Linked DNA regions of Sus scrofa: all the other regions are linked to region 1. The links are chromatin contacts, called in public HiChIP or PLAC-seq and promoter capture Hi-C maps. All regions are on one chromosome and are shown on one strand. Each heading gives the region's core, a stretch centred on a gene start, on an enhancer-like site or on the middle of the called end of the contact. The rest is flanking DNA. Distances are from core to core; before and after follow the strand shown.

Region 1 (3,281 bases), core at 283-2,782:
TAGCAGCACCACATCCCCTGCTCCAGGCTGGTGAGACTGGTGGGCACCCTTCTTCTGGCGCTCCTTGCCCCGAGGCCGCAGAGCCACCCGGTGGGACTCTTCCTCAGAGGAGTCCCCCGAGTCCCCACTGCCATTCTCAAACATGTAAACGTGGCTGGTCGGAGTTCTACAGACACTGGCTGGGCCTCGGAAGGTCTTGGTTAACACTCCCTTCTGCCTCATTTTCTTAACTGAAAACCAAACCCCAGGGTTAATTCCACACAAGGCATATTCATTCTTCCGTGGCTACACTGATGATAATTGTATCCTTGTTAGAAATGACTCCTTTGCCTAGTATTACAAATTGGCAACACATACCGTCTGTATAAAACAAATGTCAAAACACATGTTTATGCTCAATGAGATGAAGGGAGAGATAGGCAAATAGAAACACTTTCCCCCCCAGCTGCATATTTTTTTTGCACAGAAAACAAGAGTCCCCTTTTTTTGTCCCCTTATTCCTCATCCACAGCTACATGTCCTTCAATCCCACACATGCAGAGAAACAACTTTTCAGTCCCAGAGAAGTAAAGCAACAGCTGGGATCACTGCCAGGAGAGGTAAGGGCGGTTCCCAACTCCCTTCCTTGCACTGAGAATCTTAAAACTCAGAACTTTTGCTCGAAAAATTCTTACTCAATACTTCAAGCATTCCCAACTATCTTCACTAAGGTCAAGACTAGAATTCTGAGACTCCGCTTTTGAAACTGTATGAATTCTATCACACTTGAGGCAAGTTAGGGGGAGGATCCCCACCCAACTAGGAAGTTCGTCCAGTCTCTCACAGGTCCCTTTGCCTTCAAGTGCCTCCTCACACCTGGTTTTTATCATCACTTCCGAACCAGCATAGAAGGCACAACACAGCCCTAACCACTCCAAGTTGATGGAAGAACTTCCAGAAGTGAAAACTCACACCGGGTTCCTTCCGAGGCAGAGGGGAGCAGACCCCTAGGGAACGAGTGGCCCTGGCGCGACCCCCACCTTGCCCCACTCCCTCCCCTCCCCGCACTTGGAGCTCGAGCTCGGAGGAGCAGGGAAGCGACCACTCTCCTCGCGCCCGCGGGTCGCCCCGGCGGCTCGCAGGCCTGCTTCCCTCGGAACTCCTTTCGTGACACGGGGAGGGGGAGCCCTCAAACAGGAGCCGAGTGAAAAAGCCCAGAGCGGCCCACCCCTATGCCAAGACCTCCGAGGCCCCAACTTTCCACAAAGGCACGCCCTCCGACCTCCGACCTCCGACCTCCAACCCCAGAAACCTCGGGCCAGCCCTCCACGTCCTGGGACGCCCCACCTCCAGCGGCAGCAGGGCAACCTCTGAGAACCTGGAGCCATAGCTCGCCACCCGACAGACAGACAGGCGGGGCTACCCAAAGAGCCCATGCGGCACCCCACCTGGACCTCGGATTCCCTCCCTCAGAGCCGGGCACCTCACGTCCGGGATCAGCCGAAACCCGTCGCCGCTGCTGCCGCCGCCGCAGCCCATTGGCTGCGAAAATCAGCTGGTCCTTGGGAGGTGGGGCCGGCCGAAGCAGCCAATGAAATCAGCGGTGGGCGGGGACTTGGCCGAGCCCAGCTGTGCTGATGGTCCGCACAGGACCTGCAGAGAGATAGGCCGGGATAGGGGGCCGCGGCGGGGCCTCAGCTCCAGGACCTGACCCCTGATGCAAAGGCTCGCCTGCCCCTGCTGCATCGGCTCTTCCAGGCTCCAGTTTATGCCTCGGCTCTAGACAATCAAACCCTTTGAGTCTCCCTTCGGGCTTTCCACTGAGCCTCGGCTTTCTCAGTAGTAGAAGAGGACTTTGGCCCAGACCTGGATTCCTGATCTGTAACGAGAAGCTCGCATTGCCAATGGAGTGCCTATCACCAGCTGAGGCCTCCGGAGGAGAAGGAACTCCTCTGGTCTGAGGGGTCTCGCATTCTGAACCTTCCCGGGCCAGAACGCAGGAGGAATTTGCTCTGTCCCGCCCCCCGCGCACGAGGACAAAAAAGTCCATGAATGTTAAGACCCTGAACCGTGACAACAGGGACTAAAGAAACACAATTTATCAAATGTCAGATGGCTGAGACTCCTTAAGCTTAAAAGTGATGGATGAATTCTTTTACACACTAAAACACAAAGGTTTAAAGCTTGAGCCCAAAAAAGGAAAGCAAAATTAAATAGCAAATGGTAGGCGTTCCCGCTGTGGTGCATCGGGAGCAGCGGCATCTCTGGAGTGCTGAGACACAGGTCCGGTGCCCAGCCCGGCACATGGGGTTAAGGATCCTGCATTGCCTCAGCTGTGGCGTAGGTCACTTGGATCTAATCCCTAGCCGTAGGAACTCCATATTGCCCGGAGGCGGACAAAAAAGAAAAAAGAAAAACAAACAAACAAAAAAACCCCAGTAATCTTGTGGGGGGAGGGATGCAGCAAAATATTAGAATTTTATTAATCTTAAATAATAAACACGCTAAGATCCAAGTTGTGAAATGGATGGAGAGCATGAGCAGACAATTCTGCACAATCAGAACACAAATGGCTAACAGGGAAGAGAAATTAAACCTGGAAGTTTGCTTGTGGCTCATCGAATTAAGAATTCAGTGGTGTCACTGCAGTGGCTCCTGTCACTGCTGTGGTGGAACTTGCATCCCTGGCCCAGGAAATTCCACATTCCCCAGGTGCAGCCAAAAAGAAAAAAGAAAAAAAGAAATTAAGCCTCACTAGCAATCAAATTAAGCAAGAAAGCAAAAGGATTAAAAGAATAAAATCTCAGAAACCTCTTCTATGACTTTCCATCCCACTTAGAAGAAAAGTCAAGTGTTTTTTTGTTGTTGTTGTTATTGTTGTTGTTTTATTAGGACCACACATGCAACATAGGGAAGTTCCGAGGCTAAGAGTTGAATCAGAGCTGCAGCTGCCTGCCTATGCCACAGCCATAGCAATGCAGGATCCAAGCCACCTGCAACCTACACCTCGGATCACAGTGGATCCTTAACCCACTGAGCAATGCCAGGGACCGAATCCAAGTCCTCATGTATATTAGTCACGTTTGTTACCACTGAGCCACCACAGGGACACCTAAAAATCAAATTTTTTATATTGGCAGTCACAGTCCAGGATAGTGTGAGGTCTGGGAAGCATTCTCTGCCCCCGTAACTATTTCTTTCAGCCACACCCCACTTTTCTCTGGCCTTTAAACACCCAGCTCTCCTAACTGTGGCCCTTCACAGGAATTTCCTTCTCTCAGCTGCTGGCATGGCTAGACTTT
Region 2 (3,281 bases), core at 437-2,936, 600 kb before region 1:
ATGGGAGGATCTAACAGGAGAAACATCCATGGAGAACAGTGGGTGCTTCCCCGGAGCAGGAAAGGGAGAAGCAGGACTTTGAGCACATGAGCATTTGTCAGAGCATCTATGCCTGAAAGATAAAGGCAGAGAAAGTGATTCTTTAAGGAAACACTTTCTTTAAAGTTATAGAGGTGCAGCTAAGACACCAAGGACCTCCAGGTGATGGCATTAACTAAAATAAATAAATAAATAAGTAAGTAAATAAATAAATAAAAGCTGAGTAGAGCAGCAAAAGTTAGATTTGGAGATTACCAACTGAATCAATTTAGGGAGGACTATGATAAAGGGAAAGGCTATTACTGAAGTCAAAAATTCACAGTAAAAGCCACTGGGAATGCTTTACAGGGAAGCATATGGAATTAAGCAGAATTCCACATCCCAATGAGGTGATGGCAGGTAGACACAGACATTGTCCCACTTACCACTCTTTTCTCTATTACTTTCTACCCTCTCCCAGGGGGTACTGGCTAAGAGAGAAACCTCCCCCATGTTCATTCTTCTGTGGAAACCTTGCATGAGAATCACTTTCCAAATCTTGTGACTATAATGAATCTACAGAAAGCAAAACCAAGAAACAAGCTCAAGCTTCAAACACACATATACATGTATATGTGCATATGTACACATATCGGCACACAGATAGATACACATCTGAGTTTTAGCTTAGGTGGCTCATGAGAGCAAAGACAACAAAACAAAACAAAACAAAACAGCCTTCTCAGGTCATAGGAAAAAAAAGTACAGGAAAGAATATTGCGAGCCAGGGCAGTCAGCATCTTAATCTGCGATGTAGGAACTACATGCTTCGAAGTCAAATCATTTCCAGAATGAAATGGCAGAAAGGAAAATGCTCAGTTAGACAATAACGGTAATAATAGCTACTTTTGTAAGGGCTACCAGGTACCCGATGCATTAATGCAGGGTACATTTGACTGTCACAACAATGCTCTGGGGGCTGACAGGAGAGTGCAGGATCTACTTAGGGTCCTACCGCTGGGAAGGGAGAATGGACACTGACATGAACCCAGGGCTACCTCACTCCAAGGCCAGACTGTCCGCTATACCATGGCACATTCCTTAGAGATTCCAGATTCCTGGAAAGTGTCTTGTTGATCCTCTGAGGAGGGTTTACTTGTCACAGGCACACTTGAGAGCTGGTTCAGCAGAGCAAGCAAGGCCAGGTCAAGTGCTCTTTGGGCAAGCTACGTAGGACTCCAAAGATGACAAATCGAGCAGTCATAGAGAAAGCTTGGGATAGGCCACATGTTCCAGAGCAGCAGTCTTGAAGGGCCATCACCATCATGCTGCGTAGAAAGATTATTTTAAAAGGTGTATGGGAGGGGGCGAGCACAGTCATGCAATGGTATACACTGCATATATAAAGACATTATCTGTCTCTGGGGATCTATCTATTAGTAACCAGAAGAGAAAAGAATCCTTAACACTGGAAAAAATTTGCCTACTTTCTCTGGTGACTTTCTTGGCCACATCTGAGAAAACAACTGTGCACATAAGAACACAAGATTTGGATTCACTCTCCAAAGTTAATAAATGATTACTGAATGAAGTAGTCTGGAACAAAGGAGGGCAGGTAGAAGGAATGATGCTTTAGGCCACAGTCCAGGGATGGAAGGCACTGAGTGTGAGTCACCCTGTAGCCCTTATCTGTCAGCCCAAGGAGAAAAGAACTGGCATGGCCTGATAGGCACCATAAAAGGCAGGCAGGCAGGAGGAGGAAGACAGTGCACTGAAAGATCCCCTTTTAAGAGAAACATAAAATCTCATGAGAGCTGCCTGAGAAATTACCCTGGCCTTCCATTTCCAAGGCATGGCAAACAAAAAAGCCTTTGTGGTTGTTAGCACAACTGTAGAAATGTACAAAACCAAAGCCTTGTTACCTTCTAAAGCAGATCCATTTGGACAAAATATTCACATTTCAATGAGGAAACAAAGTAAATGCATGAGAACTGTGCTGTTTAAACATGCATGTTCCAATGAATATGTCACAGTGAAGAATTAGGATAAAAAGAAGCAATAAAGTTTAAAACAACTCCATTAAACACAAAAGCAACTTTGGAGAGCTTGGAACATTAACTTAAATTCTTGTTGGGTATTTAGCACATGTGTGTACAAGGCCCGCCATCTGCTGGCAAGGTTTGGTACTGCTAATTTGGAAAGTACTCAAGAGGTGCTGGATTTTGGCAGAGGATAATCTACTTAATTTTGTAGCAAGTGATCAACATTAAATACTAATAACATTAGTTAGGTCTCAATTTAGTCAACAAGTATCAGATCTTGGACCTCATATTTGTATATTTCCTGTTTTATAATACAAGGTGGAATGTCTACTTCTGGGCAGGAAGAAATTCTGGACTGGTAGGCTTTCCCAGTCACTACTCTTCTTCCTCCACTACATAAATGGAACTATACAGCATAAATTCTTTTCAGACTGGCTTCTTTTTTTCTTTCTTTTTTTTTTTTTTTTTGGTCTTTTTCTAGGGCCGCACTCGCGGCATGTGGAGGTTCCCAGGCTAGGAGCTGTAGCTGCCGGCCTTCGCCAGAGCCACAGCAATGCGTCTGTGACCTACACCACAGCCCACGGCAACGCTGGATCCTTAACCCATTGAGTGAGGCCAGGGATCGAACCCACAACCCCATCGTTCCTAGTTAGACTCGTTAACCACTGAGCCACAATGGGAACTCCCAACCTGGCTTCTTTCACAAACATGTTTGTGGGAATCATCCATTATGTTAAGCGTAGGAGTAATCTGAACATTTTCTTTGTCTGAACAGCTCACAATTTTATCTACCCTGCCTCTGATAAGCATTTGGATTGTTTCTCCAATTCTTGGGTATTATAAATAACATAGCTTTGGACATTCTTGGCTGTGCCTTTTGGTGATGTCAGGAAACAGGAACCCATGTGCCCTGCAAGTGAGGGCAGATGGGTGTAGCAATTGGCCAGTACGTGATGAACTTAAGTACAAGCATACTCTGTGACCATGCAATCCTCCCTGTGGAGTACAAGCCTCATAAAAAGTCTTTCAGAGTTACCTAAGTGGAGCTGCACAAGGATATTCATGGCACGGAGTTCCCGTTGTGTCTCAGTGGTTAACGAATCCGACTAGGAACCATGAAGTTGCGGATTCGATCCCTGGCCTTGCTCAGTGGGTTAAGGATCTGGTGTTGCTGTGAGCTGTGGTGTGGATCGCAGACGTGACTCAGATCCTGCATTGCTG
Region 3 (3,281 bases), core at 429-2,928, 570 kb before region 1:
CATGAGGACGCAGGTTGGATCCCTTGCCCTGCTCAGTGGGTTAAGGATTCAGCATTGCTGTGAGCTGTGGTATAGGTTGCAGATGTGGCTCAGATCCTGTGTTGCTGTGGTTGTGGTGTAAGGTCAGCAGCTACAGCTCTGATTTGACCCCTACCCTGGGAACCTCCATATGCTGTGGGTATGGCCCTAAAAAGACAAAAAACAAAACAAAAACAAAAACAAAAACAAAAAACAATGACCCAGGACTTGACTCCTTAATTCTTGCAATTTTGACTCTTCATGTAACTTCTTAACCTTTTTTTTTTTTTTTTTAAATCTAAAGTCCCCAAATGAACATTCTGCTGTGTCAGGGATAATTATTCTTTAGCTGGACATATTTGCTAACAAATCCCCCACTACCTGGGATGCCATTTCTTTCCTCTTCCATCTATTGAAATTTTGCCCATTGCTCAAGCTCCAAATGGGTCTTAACCCTACTTTGAAACTCTCCCTGAATATTTCTGCTCACACTGATCTGAGCACCTGAAGCAGCTATGGTCTGTAACAGCCATCTATGCATCAAGAACTATACAAAAGTTTTCATTTAAATCTTTTTTGAGTCTCTTTCTAGAGTATGAGCTCCTTAAGAATATATTTTATTTAATAGCCCCATATATAGATTAACAGAGGACCCTTAAGAAATATTTACTGCATACCTGAGTTGGGCCTTATAAAGGTAAAGATGTGCCACCAGGTATTATATTTACTAGCTGAATCTTGAAGAATCTTCAAGATGTTATATTTTGGAATTACATATTGGCTGGATTCTTTAAAAAGTTGCTATTTCAAATATATATTTTAATATACATTATTCTCATTTATCAATATTTTCCTGAACATTTATATTTTAGCTTTAGTAAAAATATCATTTTTGAAAATATAAATGCTAGATTTCACTTTTGAGAATTTATCCTTACATCCACTACCTATTGATTCTGTTTCATATACCAATATTATATTTTCCTTGGTCATTAGCCGATCTGACCCTGCTACAAATGTAAACAAAACCCAATTCCAAAGATGATAATTTTGTCATATCCTTTAACAGATGGATTGTCTATTATGCTAGGTTTTAAACAAAAATATCCATTTTGCTTGATAATTACAATAACATTAAGACATTAAATCCATATTAAAGCAACAACAAAATACAGCTTCTTGGAGTATAAAATAATCTATAATTAACCGTATTACCTTGGTCCTTTTATCATTCAAAAATCCACTGCTAATCCCAGGATAACATTTTCTCTAAAGAGAAAAATAGCCTCTGAAAATCTTTCTCCCTGCCACTCTGACATTATGGCTGTATTTTATCTGCTTTTCCTTTGACAGTCTCCTTTAAAACTAGCAAAAAAAAAAAAAAAAAAATCAGAATAGTTTATTTAACTCTGTAGAATCCTTTGTCAGTTACCCTGTGTGCCTTGAGAGGTTGTCCGTTTCTTTTTCCATTGAATTACACTGTTGACTCGGCAGCCTGATTTTCCAGATTGGTCCACGCTGTATCGGTTTGGTGATTTTTTGTAAGGATTGATAACTATGAAAGAGTCTAAAAATAGGGCAGTTCCAGACTAAATTGGAACAGTCTTTTCCCGTAAAGCAATCTGGTATCTCACAAAATTCCAAGAAGAATGAATGACAGAGCACGCACCAATAGGAAGTGGAGAAAAGTATTTTGTCTAAGTTTACTACCCAATCCTTGGGAGCCAGAGGTGGGAATTTTAAAATAGGGTTGTCCTTTCCTTGGAATTTTCTTAAAGTGGTATCCCCTCCTGTTGAAGTCTGCCAAAGATTGCCAAATCACTAATTCTAAATTAGAGAATTTTTCCTCCGTTTTGAGTTAGGCAAAGTGTAAACTTGGCACTTGACAAATTTAGAGAATTTTAAGAGAATCACATGGCTACTTTTGTGTCTATTTCAAAGGGCAGAAGTTATTTCAAGATAATTCATTTTTTCATGATCAAATATAAGTTAATGTACTTAAATATTTCATTTTTAGAGAAAGGCAAACTAAGAGGCTAACACTGCTTTTAAAAAATTGGTCTAGCTATAGTTAATCTTTTTTGTCTGTATGACTCTTCAATATTAGGAGCAAATCATATTATTTGGGTTGATCTTAAACATCCTAAAGATTTTTGTTTTTACACAAACTGTAGGTTTTCTCATTTTAAGTCTAGTAAAAAGTTCAAGTACAAGTTCTTAAGTATTTACAAATCTGTATAAAAGGTCTTAGAAGTACATGACATACACCATGCATATACTTTAGAAAACTCTGAAGACTAGTTTACTAAATAGATAATTGCTAGTATTGCATTATAACTCATACCTTTTTTGGGATAGGTGTTATTTTTATTTAATATAACTGCTTTTCAGGCTACTTAATCTCTAACGGAAATTATATAAACCAACGTAAATCTATAAAGTCAAAGCTGTTTGACAATGAACCGCTAGATAATCAACGTTAGGCTTTCCAAAGAGGTTACCCTCTTTTCAATAGTACGTGTGTCATAGGACAGCTTTGAGAGTTAAGTGAAATAATCTAGCGCAGCTCTTAGAACGCTGCCTGGTACACAGTAAACGACTGGGTGTTAAAGTTGCTGTAATGCACAGAATTACATTAGAGGACTAGTGAGTCAGTGACAGTACGAATGAAAGAAGAGATCAGTTACTGGCGGTTCCCGAGGTTGGAGCCGGCCAAATCACCCCCACAAAACCCTAAGCCAAAAGCCAAATGCGAGAGCAACCCCTAACACCGGAGCCGGAAGCAAAGGCCGAGTGGGGCGCGGGGCAGGCTTGGAGAAGGCCCTTTTTTCAGCGAATAGGCATGTCTCTTGGAAAACGGGCATCTTATCCCACCTATTGCAAAACCGTAAGAGCAGAGGCGTAATATCGCGAGGTTCCGTTCTTCTCTGCTCCGCTCTGCCTTCCCCCCAAGCTCCAAAGTGCGAGTTTCGCCCCGCCCCGCCCCTCTGCGCCTGCGCCCCGCCCCATCCCCTCCCGCGTTGCGCCCGGCCCCGCCCGCCCGGCCTCGGCCTGCGGTCCGGCGCTCCTGCGCCCGGGAGCGCTGGCTCCTCTGGCGCCGAGGTGAGTGTGGCGCTTCGTCGCTTCGGTGTCTTTTGTAGCAAAGCCCTCTAGCCGGGCCATTGGCCCTGACCTGGGTCAGGCAGAAGCGTCCGGGCCGCGGCGAGTGGACCTGGGCCCAAGCGGGCCCGTGAGGGCCTCGGGTCAGCACGGCTCCCGGCCCT

Evidence for each region. Promoter capture Hi-C pulls out the DNA fragments that hold promoters and counts their contacts. HiChIP or PLAC-seq counts read pairs in DNA pulled down with a chosen protein or histone mark.
Region 2: an H3K27ac HiChIP or PLAC-seq map of skeletal muscle shows a contact between it and region 1, with 10 times the contacts expected there. The contact joins the enhancer-like site here to the promoter of LYSMD4 in region 1. A contact is called at or near these places in 5 of 47 Hi-C or Micro-C datasets (embryonic fibroblasts, heart right ventricle, liver and 1 more) and 2 of 2 datasets of contacts at active chromatin or transcription factors (alveolar macrophages and skeletal muscle).
Region 3: a contact with region 1 is called in a promoter capture Hi-C map of liver, with 8 times the contacts expected there. The contact joins the promoter of TTC23 here to the promoter of LYSMD4 in region 1. A contact is called at or near these places in 2 of 5 promoter capture datasets (fetal liver and liver), 2 of 47 Hi-C or Micro-C datasets (heart right ventricle and skeletal muscle) and 2 of 2 datasets of contacts at active chromatin or transcription factors (alveolar macrophages and skeletal muscle).

What each region holds. Positions count from the first base shown.
Region 1 is chr1:138,566,038-138,569,318 of Sscrofa11.1, forward strand. LYSMD4 (lysM and putative peptidoglycan-binding domain-containing protein 4) reads right to left here and starts at 1,533. Exons shown (of 3, transcript XM_001928238.7): 1 at 1,428-1,533; 2 at 1-230. The coding sequence starts at 1,518.
Region 2 is chr1:137,962,320-137,965,600 of Sscrofa11.1, forward strand. The region is part of intron 5 of TTC23 (tetratricopeptide repeat protein 23); the gene reads right to left. Among named protein-coding and RNA genes, the nearest start is that of TTC23, 33 kb to the right of the region's middle. Within about 2 kb of position 1,687, at least 10 of the 83 cell types and tissues checked have an H3K27ac peak or open chromatin away from gene starts, as enhancers often do. A contact at or near this core is called in skeletal muscle, where this site is marked.
Region 3 is chr1:137,995,523-137,998,803 of Sscrofa11.1, forward strand. TTC23 (tetratricopeptide repeat protein 23) reads right to left here and starts at 1,679. Exons shown (of 11, transcript XM_021098378.1): 1 at 1,234-1,679. It overlaps LRRC28 (leucine-rich repeat-containing protein 28), which reads left to right and starts at 3,018. Exons shown (of 10, transcript XM_001925096.7): 1 at 3,018-3,120.